Linked DNA regions of Zea mays: region 2 is linked to region 1. A link is a contact called in public Hi-C data. All regions are on one chromosome and are shown on one strand. Each heading gives the region's core, a stretch centred on a gene start, on an enhancer-like site or on the middle of the called end of the contact. The rest is flanking DNA. Distances are from core to core; before and after follow the strand shown.

Region 1 (7,065 bases), core at 3,286-5,785:
CAACTCGGGCCGCAGAGAACAAGACCGGTGTCCCATCTGGCCAGCTCCGCCAGATAGGCAATGATGGCGCCTCCCAAGCTCTCTGACGGCGGCGGCTCTCAGCTCTCTTACGGAAGCAGGTGGACGTCAGCAAGGACTCGACCGCTCCGACAGCTGTCCTTCCGCCAAGCTCCGTTGCTCCTCCGACAGCCACGACATCACACCAGCAGGGTGCCAAGATCTCTCCGGCTGCCACATTGGCATGTACTTAGGGCACTAGCTCTCCCTCCGCTAGACACGTAGCACTCTGCTACACCCCCATTGTACACCTGGATCCTCTCCTTACGACTATAAAAGGAAGGACCAGGGCCTTCTTAGAGAAGGTTGGCCGCGTGGGACCGAGGACGGGACAGGCGCTCTCTTGGGGCCGCTCGCTTCCCTCACCCGCGTGGACGCTTGTAACCCCCCTACTGCAAGCGCACCCGACCTGGGCGCGGGACGAACACGAAGGCCGCGGGACTTCCACCTCTCTCACGCCCGTCTCCGGCCACCTCGCCTCTCCCCCCTTCGCGCTCGCCCACGCGCTCGACCCATCTGGGCTGGGGCACGCAGCACACTCACTCGTCGGCTTAGGGACCCCCCGGTCTCGAAACGCCGACAATCGTCTTCACAATTCTTAAATATATCACCCAATCATCTTCTGAGGTAATGGAGATCAACCGTCGGACAACTGTTCCATATGTAATATGGGACAACAAACCCTGAATTGATATTCTAGGGTCGTTTATGTCGCAACTAATCTCCTCACAAGCTCGAGCGAAAATCTTGTCAAAAGATGGTCTTTCATCGAACAACATGGTCACGATCTTCATACCATCAAAAGTAACATTCCCATCATCATCTATCTCCACCCGTCCTCCATGGTATAGTGTTACTAGACTGTCCATCTATTGCAAAAATGGATTACTAACTCAATAATGGCTATATACTTAAGCCTAAAAACTTACTAAGTAATAAATATATATTAACTAATAACTATATAGTAAATATTAAATGAACACATCAAACGAAATTACATAATCTATGAATAATGTAAGAAAACAATGTATACCTGAGATCGCGTACGAGTCTAGCTAACGGTGGAGAAGGTCAAGTCGGACGAACACCTACGTACAAAAAAAACTATTGTCAATAAAAAATTTGGCAGCACCTCCCCTGTAAAGTGATGTTTATAGAACCTGCAAATAAACGACAACACGATGGTTGCCAACACAGAAAACATGTAATATCAATGCGCTAAACAAAATGCTAACTATATAATCAGTAAGAATTTACTAAACACTAACAATATGCTAAGCAAGAAACTAGCTAACTATTTTAATAAACGCTAACAAGAAAATATCTAACTATTTACTAAACAATAAATAAGTGGATAGCTAACTAATTACTAAACCCTAACAATAGCTAACAATTTACTAACTAAGTAATTAAAAAAATACCTGGCGGCAGCGGCCGGACAGGGGGGGCGCGGCCGGGGCGGGAGCTGGGGCGGTGGCGCGGTGGCCGGGCCGGGGCCGGAGCTGGCGCGTTGTCGGGCGCGCGGCGAGCTCGGCGGCCGGCGCTGGCGAAGGCGGGGCGGGCGAGCTCGGTGGGCGGGGCGGGCGAGCGCGGTCGCCGGCGCTCGGCGGACGGGGAGGGCGGAGCGCGGCGGTGGTCGGCAACGGCGGCGGAGGTCGGGAACGGCGGGGAGGGCGGAGCGCGCGTAGTAAATGTGAAAAGTAACAGAGAAGAAACGCAGAGAAAGGGGATTGCGGTTAATTCCTAGCTCGGCGCCAAGATCTGTGGCGCCGAGCTAGGTGCCACGCGGACATCCACGTTAACCCTGCCCTTTATGGCCACGTCACAGCTCGGCGCCACACCATAGGCTGTGGCGCCGAGGTAACCTGTGGCGCCGAGCTGTGTTACCTCGGCGCCACAGCCTATGGCGCCGAGCATCGGGTCCAAACGTGCAAATAAAATTTCTGGGGGTCCAAACGTAAATTTGTGTCAAAAGGGGGCTAAAAAACAAAAAAAATTCGGCGTGCTCGGCAAGTGGAGTGGAGTTGGCTCGCGGCGACCACAATTCCCGTCACCAGATAGTCTGGTATTATTTGGGTTCCTGGACGCGACGGCACGGCCCCGGGCGCGCGCGCGCGCGAGACGCCGTGCGGACGCTGGCATGGCATGGGGCATGGCACGCATGGAGTGGTGGCTTGGAGCGTCGTGGGTCGTGGCAGGGTTCGGTCGGCCCCCCACGTGCACAGTAGTTGGACTAGTAGGCAATCTGCGCGGCTGTAGCTAGCTAGTTGGACGACAGTACTACCGTCGCGTGCCGGGAAGAGCAGCTCGCGCTGGCTGCTGGTGCGCCATACATGCAGCGATGCCAGCTGAAAGGGTTGGGACGCTCTAGGACGTGATCGATCTCATTTCTCATCTGTCTATACTGATATTGCAGTGTGCACTCAGCTGGCAAAGCCATGGCGGCCTTTATGGCAGCATTGATGCGTGTGCAAACAGTTAACGCCCAGGAAGAATGTCCGGGCACGTAGTAGGAAGTAGATCTGCCAACCTGCATACTACTACTAGCTTGTGTGACGCACTGACGCTGACCTAGGTTTGGTGTGGAATGTGGATGGTCCCTTGTATCCGCGTAGACGGGGCAGTGGGCCGTGTTTTTTTGGCCCAGTACAGCCCACCAAGAGGGGTCGCCCGCCGGCGTCCCACCCAATGCGGAGGGAGGCAGGCCGCAGGCGCAGGCGCATGAAACTGCAAGCTGGGCCGGATTCGGTACGGAGTCCGCGCACGCACACCCGCCCGCGTGGCCTACGTGGAAGTTGGAACGACAGTCGTCGACAACTCGACATAGGGGCAGATACTGCCGTCTGCCGGTGCCGCGTGGTGCAGTACAGTACAGTACAGTCCAGTCCTCCGGTCGTCATTCCAAGGCAGTCCAGTCCAGTCCAGTACTACAGCTCTGTCACCTTCATCTCTTTCTGCGAAACGTTAGATCAATATGAATACACGGTCGTTTTCCAACAAGATGTGAGAAGTTGGCAGTGCCCGTGCTGCCATAAACTCTGATCCCCATGTCCAAAGTCCAAACAGAGTCCGGCTGCCCAGAAGTCTGCTAGCTCGGAGTCGGAGTATACTACCATTCAGGCAAAGCTAGTCTACAATACAGTACTACGTATAGTGGTGCTCAATAATGTACTCTACAACTATAGTGGTGCTCATAGGCGTTGGGGCCTATCGGTGTCATAAGGTAAAGTTGGGCATGTATCTAGCTGTGCCGACTATAGGGTTGGTAGACCGACCTTACCTCGATCGTTTACATTATATATTGCGTATGTGATCGAGTGTGCAACTATTTGCGTCGTCGATCAAGAGACGTATGTAGAGCGACGAGCTTCTACTAGTCAACTCGGCGGCGACTCAGTCGCACATCTTTGAATGCCCCGCCGCGCACGCGCGGCCTGATTAATATTGACATGACCAAAAGTCCAAACACCATTGCATGCACCTCTTGCAGTTGCAGGGACGATCGATCGAGGCATTCGCCGATATTTTTTTGGATCTCTCTCTCGCTATCATTTACCACTCTGTAGATCCAAGAAGGGCATGAATGCACGCCCAACCCAATCACTGCAATTTCTTGCTGTTTTTAACGTGAGCTATAGCAGAAAAAAGAGGGTACTGTCGGGCATGGGGAAACCTAGATAAATAAAGGCACGTAAAGGGGGACATCTATCTGCTGATGGTAGGGTCTCTCCCATTTGCATGCATGGGGCCGGCCGAGGGTACTACGTGGGAACCGAAAGAAGCAGCTAATAAGCTAGCGAGTAGCTAGGGGCCGGCTGGCTGGAGAAGCGATGACGATTTGTTAGTACCAAATGTAACACACCATCATCGATCGCCGAAAGGATGCGACGACAGACGATCATCCCAGATCCGTCTCGTGCATGCTTAAAACTATAGATTACCTGGCTGCGACTTGAAGTGCGTGGCTCTTAGTTCGTTCCAGACCGGCCGATCGACAAGGGCTAGCTAGCTAGCTAGGCACAACATTAGTCATCTTTCGGAAGAGAGCTTTTCGTCGCATTGCATTGCATAGCATGCGTAGGCGTAGCTCATCAAGGGACTAGCTCGCTCGACCTTGCATTGGGAGCGACTTTCGCTGCGATCAGAGAAAGAATATGAGAGAGAGAGAGAGAGAGAGAGAGAGAGAGAGAGAGAGAGAGAGATGCGTACGTAGGACCAGCGCGGAATTGAAGCTCTGTTGCATTGCATGCAGCCTTCTTTTTCCTCTGGCGCCCCATTGATTTGGCAGAATGGACCCTCTGGATCGGCTCCGCTCATCTCATCACTCATCAGCTGTACGTTGTACGCGCGGCATGATCTAAAGCTTGGCATACGAATCGATCAAATCCTCTTGCGGCGCGGTAAGGACAGGCAGGCACGCAGAGAGGTGGGCCGCCTTGGCTGTGTGCCTCGTACTGATATACTACTAGCTAGCTTTATGGGCGGCGCTAGGCGCTACAGTAGCACGATGGCCTGATACAGTAATAATCCACTTGCCGAACATGCTAAGGGCAAAGTGAGGGTTTAAATGCCGCGTGGACCTTTCAACGTAAAGAATCAATGGGTGGTTATGGTGGAAACTCATCAGCTGGTCGTTCCAATGAGGAACTGCTCTGCTGGCGTGGCGTGGCAGGTACCCCGGCCCGTGTGTGCGCTCTCCTTTGTTATTGTTATGGCGAAACAGGAGTGGTATTCATTTCTGAATGAGGCGCACTGAATCGCGAAAGGTACAGCGTCTTTATGTGGGCCTCGAACTACCTTAATTTCTGCTCTAACTCCCGTCTTTAATTATAACTAGGTAAGAGCCCGTGATAACTTATATACAAAATGTATCTTATATTGTTATAAGAAAATGTTTCATAATTCATTTGCAATCCTGGTCATACATAAATTTTGTTATTTTAATTTAGTTGTTTCACTACTACATTGCAACCATCAGTATCATACAGACTTTGATATATGCCACGATTTGCATGGTTTCATCATTGAAGAGCACGTGTCACACCTGCCGGTACAAGTTCCCTCATACATTGTCAGTCATTAGGTATGCACCACCATACACGCTTGCTTAAACAAAAAAGGCAAGTGTATGTGTCTGCGAAGAGAATTAAAGGCAGGCCGGCACAAAAGCTACCCTGACGATGGCAAGTGGTCATTTTTGTCGGTCCTCCTCTGCGTTACCTCTGGCGCCAAGATGACGCCACATACCTTGATATAGTAGTCGTCGAACGTGCATGACATGGCGAGTACCGATGACTCTTGGCTAGGCTGCCAAACGAATTGCACCCCAGGCTCATCAGCAAGGTAGTACACCTAGTCATTGCACCACCGGATGTGCTACTCCTCTACATACATCTTGTTCGAGGACACTCACACAACGTCAGCAACGGCCGTCGTCCCAGCGCACAAGAATTTATGGCCGGCCAGTAGCGACTTACGTGGCAGGTTGAGCTTCAGATGGATGATGAGCTGGACGGCGTGACAGCGCCGTCGTCGGATGTGGTGCCTAGAACAACCCGAGAGTCGCCAACGTTGGGGACGACCATGAGGTCCCCCTGTTTGAAGATGGACAGCGTGGTGCAGCCGCTCTGGACCACGTCCAAGCGGCGGCTGCGCCGGAGCTTGCCGAACACAGCGGCGCATGCGGACACGTAGGACTGCTTCCAGAGGTCGAACTGGCAGTCACCAACACTACACCAAAATCATACACTTCCTTCGGTTTTTTAACTTCCTACCACTTTTATAACAAACCGTAGGAAATAAATAACTTCCGAGAGGCAACTGATACCTCTAGGAAATAAACATAACTTCCTCTCCACACAAAGAATATGTGATAGGACAGTCCAGGTTTGAATTAGAGCACCAAGTTAATTATATTATCGATTTTGGTTTGATTATGTAAAATTTTGATGTTCGTGCTACAGCAGCAGCTCATATTATTAGTTCTACCGCTGTGAAGAAACTATCTAGTGGACTATATCGAGTATCTTGCCTAAGCATAGTGAGCTATGTAAGTACTTCAAATGGATCTTTGCATTTTTGTTTATGAACTGCGTATTGCAATATATTCTAGTGAATTGATTCACTGAAATATATTTAATTTAATTCACTTTTTTTTAGAAATTGTTGTTTTCACGTGGGAACATGGTTGGTAAAGATCATCCTGTGCCTGCAATTTCCAAATCAGAGTTCACTGTTATTTGTGACTTCCCATCACAAATAACATTGATAGCAAATGAAAATGGTACTTTCTTGTTCTTTTCATTAAAAACAGATTAATAATCCTTAAAAGTACAACATGTCCGTGTTGAAAGTTTTTGTATTGTTCCTAGCCTACTAAATAGTTTCCGTTGACTGTACAGAAAACCGACTTGATATATTGGAAGCTGCTAGAAAAGCTGACCGTGGTTCAGATAGATTGCAAGCATCACCCATTGTAATCTCCAACAGAAGAAATATACGTCTAGCTGCTGCGAGTATACATGTAAATGGAAGATTTTTCGCTAATTCATCTTCTCTTCGCTTGAATACTTTTTATCAATTTCGCTAAAGTTCTTGTCTCACTCAGCTTATGTTTATACAGATTGTTTCTTTCTTAAGAGTCACCCCTGAATATGTCTTGTTAGTTTTCCATCCTGAAGCACAGGTGAACTTTTGCTCACTTCTTGTATATCCTGTTCATGGTCTGAAGTAATTTAAGCCCCCTTTGCTATTTATGCTCTTATACATTTGAGCCACAGAAAAATCTGATTGTAAGTGGTGGAACATGCTCCCTAGATGCTTCTACCAATGACACACATGTGGTGCAAATAGTTACACATCCAGGAAAAGCCTTGTGTTCTCAATTGATTTATGCGGCTAAAGGTTTAGGCGAAGCTATAATCATAATCCAGAATGTTGGCCTTTCTCTAAGAGCAACTACTCATTCTTTGGTACATCACTTTGGCGCTTATCTTCCTAATTCTCCTG
Region 2 (7,065 bases), core at 3,057-5,556, 110 kb before region 1:
AAGACCAGTCCATTCGAGCTGATTGGGATGCAGCTGCAAACCTACATGTAGGAAGATTGTCATGTTCGCTAAATAGGTCAGATGATAGCAATTACAAGAGCATCTTTTATATCCTTCCTTGTTGATAGGACTAGAAATTATGGTGGAAAAAAAACTCTCTAACGGTCTCTAATCAAATCTCCAAATATTGCCATCAAAGTTGCATTAGGCATCAGGCGTTTTCTAGGTGGTGACCCTCCACCTAGAGCTTAGATGAGCCTAGGCGTTTTACACATAACACATATTACTTGAAATAAAAGAAAAAAATAGAAGGACCATCAAAGATCCATCCTCCTCTCTTCTGTCGCCACCTCCACCCGCCTCCTTCCTTCTATCTCTGTCGTCCGCCTCCTCCCTTCTGTCTCCGCCGCCATAGATTCCTCCCAGCCTCATTTATTTTCTCCACCGCCATCTGGAGCACCAGCACCCAATGTCCACACTTCCTCGTCGTTCGGCATCAATGCATTCCCCCCACTCCGCCACCTGCTGTTCCCACCTCCTTCCCCACAGCTCAACATCCCTACTTACCAGGGGGGGGGTCTACACGTAGGGACATCGGGGATGGCACGTCCGGCCACTGCAGGCGACGAGTGTCGTCTTGGTACTGGTTACCCCTAGGTTCTGTGGTACCCTTTAGGGCTTGTTCGGTTATTTTCAATCCATATGGATTGAAGGGGATTGATATGGATTGAGAGGGATTTTAACTTACTAGGGATTGAAACTCCCTCAATTCATATGGATTGGGGTAGAACCGAACATGGCCTTAGTGTTTTTCTGCCCGCTGAATAAAAAGGGGGTTGGATATAGCCCTCTATCATATATATACAAATTGAATAGTCTGATTACACATACTGCTAAGGGCCTGTTTGGGAGGGCTCCCAAACCAGCTCCGGCTCCTAGAAGAGCCCTCCCAAACGGTCTCAAAAAAAGAGCTCTTAACAAAGAGCACTAAGAAGCCGGAGCCATTTTTATAAAGAGAAGCCGGAGCCAAAAAATGGTTCCTAGCGGCTCCTCACCTCACTCCTCTATCTTACTCTTCTCTGACGTCAAGAGGAGCCGTTTTGCCAAACGATTTGTTAAAAAAATACTAGCTACTATAGAGGAGCTACTCTTGAAGAGAAGCCAGAGCCAGAGTCATTTTTGGAGGAGCTGGAGTCGTGCCAAACAAGCCTTAAGTGTGAGGACAGGAATTGAACCCATGACCTCAAGATTATGAGCCTCGAGGTACCAAACTGTTATACCCATTGTAGGGCTGAAAAAGTGGTAGATGGTAGAAAAGATTGAATACAACTCTCTACCATGTCTAGACAAACAATTAGAACATTTACAGAATGCAGCAGGTAACAGGAATCGAACCTGCATCGTTAGCTTGGAAGGCTAGGGTTTATAGCCAAGGTTGGTTGATTATTTTTTGATGTCCCTAATTCAAAACTGAACAATAAATGTTGATTTTATTCGGCTCCTTTATGGATATTCTCACCACTTAGGTCCCGTTTGGTAGGGCTCCTCCCCAGCTCCGGCTCTGTCTCCTACAGAGCAGCCCTACCAAACATTTTAGTGAACCATTTTTCAGTGAAAAAAAGAAGCCAGAGCCATTTTGGAGGAACTACCAGATGAGACCTACTAAACAAGGCCTTAACATCTATGTTAGGCTGTCGCAGAATGGCGCCTCGTGGAACACTAATTGCTATCCTCTATTCTGGATTTCTCGCTCACCAAAGATGGAGAGTGGGATTAGCTCTCTAGAGTGCGCGAGTTTAAGAAAGACCCTTAAAGATGCTGTAAGAATAGTGTTCAAATAGTTTGTAATACACCCAATAGAACGCTGTAATGTTTATGGTAAACAATCTTAAAAGTATAGTGTTCAAAAAGGAAATATAGAACACATTTGAGTGTCTGTTAAACATTCTTGTTTCATGCTGGAGGCAGAGGCACTTGTTACAATATCAAGGGTCAAGATACCAGCAAATAAAATCAGAAACGCTATCCAAAGGAAAACTACAACTGGTGCAAGTGGAACTTGTGCCCTATCCAATATGGCATGAAAAAAGGCATAGTAATTGGGCTTCCAGAACTAACACATTAACAGGCTAACTTCAGGACAAAATATTTATGTCACTTTGTTTTCATATCAGAAGTTTGAACCTGAATGGTTTCCATCCACTATTCTATTGCTATGTTAAAACAGCACAGAATATAGGAATGCTATTTGCATGCACAGCTGCTGTGTACAATGGTTCTAGAAGAATATCTTATATGCCAAAATTCAAGAGTGCCACAAATGTATAATACTTCCGTCGTACAAAGAATGTCATTCTGGCTATGGAACTAGACGAGTGGGGAAAAGGTAGTGCATCAGCAGGGTTAAATTCCTAATCAAGTAATCACCATATGTAAAAGAGGGGGGAAACACAAGATGCTCCCATTCTGGAACATAGCATGTGAAGCACTAGTGAACAATTTGACTTACTAATTTTTGGATGAACGAGAAAACCTTGAGTGTGATAGAAAAGAGTAAACATACCCATAACCAGGCAAATCCACAAGGTACCAACTCTTATTAACCAAAAAGTGATTGATTGTTTGGGTCTTCCCTGCAGAACATATGATGATGTTAGAACACATGACCATACATAAGAAAACAAGTTGCATTTTAAAATAAAGAAATAAGACATGCCAAGGTTGCCCTGGCAGAGTAAATTTATTAAGTTTGCTTAGACAACACTAAGAAGAAATTCATATTACAGCAACAGTTGATTCAAAGTTACCCAACACAAAATAAAGTCTAAAATTGAAGAGAAACACCCTAGCAAACAAATAAAATATGCTAATTGTAAATCAAATCACAGGTACTGAAGGATGTGCAAGGCCAATAGCTAGGATGATAGAAATATCAAAGGAGCCCTGTTTGTTTACCCTCTAGATTATATAATCCAGCTTAAATAAGTTAAGAGGCAAACAATCAGCACAGATTATTGGAGTGGATTATATAATTTAGGTATCTAGATTATGATAATCCATAAGCAGACCATTAGGTGCTTATTTTTTTATTACTGTTTGGCTTTTTACCCACTAATAATTTGTGTAAATAAACATCTATAATAGGATTATATAAACTGGATTATGTAATCTAGATTATATAATCGGATAATCCAGATTATATAATCTATATAAAATAAGCTGGATTATATAATCCTGCAAGGAAACAAACATGCCCACAATAATAAAATCTTGGACCATGGCTGCTAAAATTGAATTCGACAGTTCCATAACTGGTACCACGACAACCAGAATGGCAGTGGGTTTGATTTGTGGAAATGTGTTACCTGCTTGTCAATTCTAAATCCCTACTGCCAATGGCCTATCCATCCAATACAATTGCCACGCTGGGCACTATGAATTCATTTAAATTCCAAATTCTACTTTTGAATTTATATATTTCCTAGCTGGGATTTATTCTCCCAGTGCCCACTGGAAAACCTGACTACCGCTGGGATCTGTAAAGACTGTGACCCTAACCAGAATATCCCCTCACGCCCCAGAACCAAGGTGGAGGGGAATTACATAATGCGATCTAGAGCGCCATTACGACATTACAGTGACATAAAAGTCTCTGATAAGCTAATTAAAGGTCAAACAGGGAGAAGATATCGATAAACTAAGAGCACTTCGAACTTTCGAAGGAATCAGAAGATAAAGCTTAAATATTGTTCTTTGGTATCACCAGGCTTTTTGGAAGTGAGCGCGGCTTCCTTGCGGCGGGTGAGGGCGTTGATGAGCGAGGACTTGCCAACGTTGGACCGGCCAAGGACGGCGAACTCGGGCCGGTCGTCATTGGGGCAGTCCCGTGCGCGCGCGCTGCTCTTGACGAACTCAGCACCCTTCACCCTCGCGTCCCCTGCGTAGGGACCGACCACGATGTTCGACCCCGGTATGACCATGTCCGCGGGCACCAACGCATCCCGCTCCACCCCGGGCGGCAGAAACAGCGCCGTCTTCACGATCCCCATAGGTGGCGACCCGGCCTTCCTGGGGTTCTTGCGCGTGGCCGCCGGAACCGGCGCTGACGCTGCATCCTTCGGGGAGGCTGTTCCCGCCTCTGCAGAAGCTGAAAGCGTGCGACGGGAGGGGACACAGGCACGGGTGAGCGGCGGCGGCACGACGGCTCGGAAGAAGGAGGGGCGCGGGCGGAGGAGCATAGCAGCTGGAGCGTGCGCAGGGGCGTTCGACGGAGTGGCGGATGAGGACTGAGGATGCGCGGGTGGCTGCGGGCTGCGGGCTCTGCTGTTGCATTAGGTGTTCGGACTCTGGTGTTGCGTTAGGTGTTCGGTAGATTGGGCCCAGCGGTGGGAGAAATAAGGGCTCTGCTGTTGCCTTAGGTATTCGGGAGATTGGGCCCAACGGTAGAAGTAGTTGGGCCATTTCGGCTTGCGGGACGTGTTTCCACGGGGAAAATGTATTTGAACTAGCCTGTCCCCGTGTGGCGACGTAGACATGTCAAAAGGAAGAGAATAGTTTTGCTATTTTTAGGGCTAGTTTGGAAATTTAAACCCCTTCTAGATTTATGGATGTTAAGAAAAAATGAGATAATTCCCACTTAATCCACGATAATCCTGAAGAGAATTTAAATTTCCAAACTAGCCTTTACACTAGCAGAGCTTTCTTTTCAAAAGAAATAACATAGCAGAACTCTAGGAGACTCAGCTTGAAGGGCTATTAGTTTAGAGTTAGTATGGGCTATTAATTTAAGGATCGAATTATATTAGGACCAGGCTATATTTCTATTCAATTTTGAACTAAAATTTATTAAGGGTCCTAATGTATTGTGAAGAAATATTTGGATCGTGATCCAACCCCTAGGTAGACGGGCTCTCCTGATTAGGCTATTCTCAATATGAATTTTGTAGCACGCTTCCAACACTACCACATCATCAAAGATGTTACGAACTATGAATAAAATAATGTCTCTCAATGCAATCTTTCACTTCACTATAGACTAACATACCTATTAAATGTTGCAATTCAATAGCCAACAAAAGTTAGTAAAATATGTGGAGGTGAAACAAATCACCCTCAGGGCTCCTTTGGATGAATCAATCCCTGCAAGGATCCCAGTCCAATCCGCGTGAGGAATAAGGCTCGCGTCTTCTCTTCCCCATGTATATCGGGCTCCTGTTTGGATGAGGCACGAGCCAAAATGTCATGGGCCTTTTTATTCCTAACCTTATAGATTCATGGGGAAGTAAAAAAAACTAGTCCTCACTCGTGTTTCTCGTTCCGTTCCCGTGGTGGCTCTCGGTCTCTCATCTCGTCCGTCACTCCCGCAGTCCAGCAGCACCTATGGCGGCGAGAGTTTGCGTCGGCGACTGAGATCCATTGCTGCTCACGCGCCCACGCTCCATTGCCTCCATCCCCACTCGCCCAGGCTCCATCGCCTCCATCCCCACTCGCTCAGGCATCTCGGCACCCCTCTCCACCGCCGGGACGTGTCGGCAGTGGACCCGGAGCCGGTGACGCGGTCTACAGCTACAAAGGAGAGAGGTAAGAGGAAGATCTGTTGTCGTTGCCTATTCTCTGATTGTTGTTGCCTATTCTCTAATATTATCTCTGCCCAGCGAGCGGCGAGCCGCACCTCGGTCGACCTCTTTGTACACTTTGCATTTTTTGCAATTCTTGTGCATAAAGAAAATGTTTTAGGGAGCACTTGCTCACTTAATCGTCCCAATAATACAGTTTGCCAATGCAGTATAAGTTTTATTTTGAATCATCAGCTAGAAAGAAAACTCTAGCTGATTCCCATAGGAACTATTCATCGTGCAATTTCCCTTTGTTCACGTCAGAATTTTTAGGCCTGTGTCTCGCCAATCCTTCTTTGTTGGCTTAATTCTGATTGGCTGGTGTGCGAGATGCTTTTGGTCTGAAAGTATCTAGCGACTAAAAACGAGGGGTAAAACAAATCTCCAGGAGCTCAGCGATGAAAGGACTAAGAAATTTCAATTGAAAACCTTATAGATGGGCCATAAAAACCACCAGAATGTTAAATGCCAATTGTCTGCAAAATGTACCTCTTCTCATGCCAAACAAATTACTAGTTGGATACCTCTTATTTTGATTGTACCTAAGGACAACCCCATGCAATGAAATGTTTTAGGCATTTCAAAACATCATCTGATATGTTTATCCGGGCCTATATTTCTTGTCGTAAAATTTCTTTTGTGTTGTTCGACCACGACTGATAATATGTTATTGTAAACTCACTTCTCATGAAGGTCTATTAGCTTACAGGTAGCATGTGTGATAATGGACTTTAAATTTTATACTATAAAATTTAAGGATCGAATCATATTAGGATCATGCTATATTCCTATTAAATTTTGAACTAAAATTTATTAAGAGTCCTAATGTATTGTGAATAAATATTTGGATCGTGATCCAACCCTTAGGTAGACGGGCTCTCCTGATTAGGCTATTCTCAATATGAATTTTGTAGCACGCTTCCCAACACTACCACATCATCAAAGATGTTACGAAACTATGAATGAAATAATGTCTCTCAGTGCAATCTTTCACTTCATTATAGACTAACATACCTATTAAATGTTGCAATTCAATAGCCAACAGAAGTTAGTAAAATATGTGGAGATGAAACAAATCACTCTCAATGGAGGTTTCACACGGTTTCAAAGACCTTGGGAACGACTTTACATGGTTTCATTCCCATAAAACTAATTTCATCCCGTGAAACTCAATTATCTTAAATGTTATGGCATATCATCAAAACTTCTGATGTGGCACACTGTTAAATGTGTATGAAACTACCATTGAGAATAACCTAATTGTAGGGCAGTGTGAAGCAAGCCAAAAACACTGAGCAACTAGAAACAACAAATGAATTGAATGGAACTATCAAGTTGTAAACTCTATCCAATATCTCTTTAGTGAGGCTATATATAGATTTATACTTTTCCATAATAAGAAGAGTGCCATCTCAAATAAAAAAGGATTATATAATCAGCTACGTGTTTA

The links. A called contact is a pair of places that touch in the nucleus more often than the background predicts.
Region 2: a contact with region 1 is called in a Hi-C map of ear, with 3 times the contacts expected there. The contact joins the promoter of LOC100285454 here to the enhancer-like site in region 1. A contact is called at or near these places in 3 of 25 Hi-C or Micro-C datasets (ear, leaf and tassel).

What each region holds. Positions count from the first base shown.
Region 1 is chr9:151,145,436-151,152,500 of Zm-B73-REFERENCE-NAM-5.0, reverse strand. No RefSeq gene overlaps it. Among protein-coding and RNA genes, the nearest start is that of LOC118473413, 19 kb to the left of the region's middle. Within about 2 kb of position 4,535, at least 7 of the 20 cell types and tissues checked have an H3K27ac peak or open chromatin away from gene starts, as enhancers often do. A contact at or near this core is called in ear, where this site is marked.
Region 2 is chr9:151,250,741-151,257,805 of Zm-B73-REFERENCE-NAM-5.0, reverse strand. LOC100285454 reads right to left here and starts at 4,306. Exons shown (of 4, transcript NM_001158347.1): 1 at 3,764-4,306; 2 at 2,564-2,633; 3 at 1-41. The coding sequence starts at 4,238.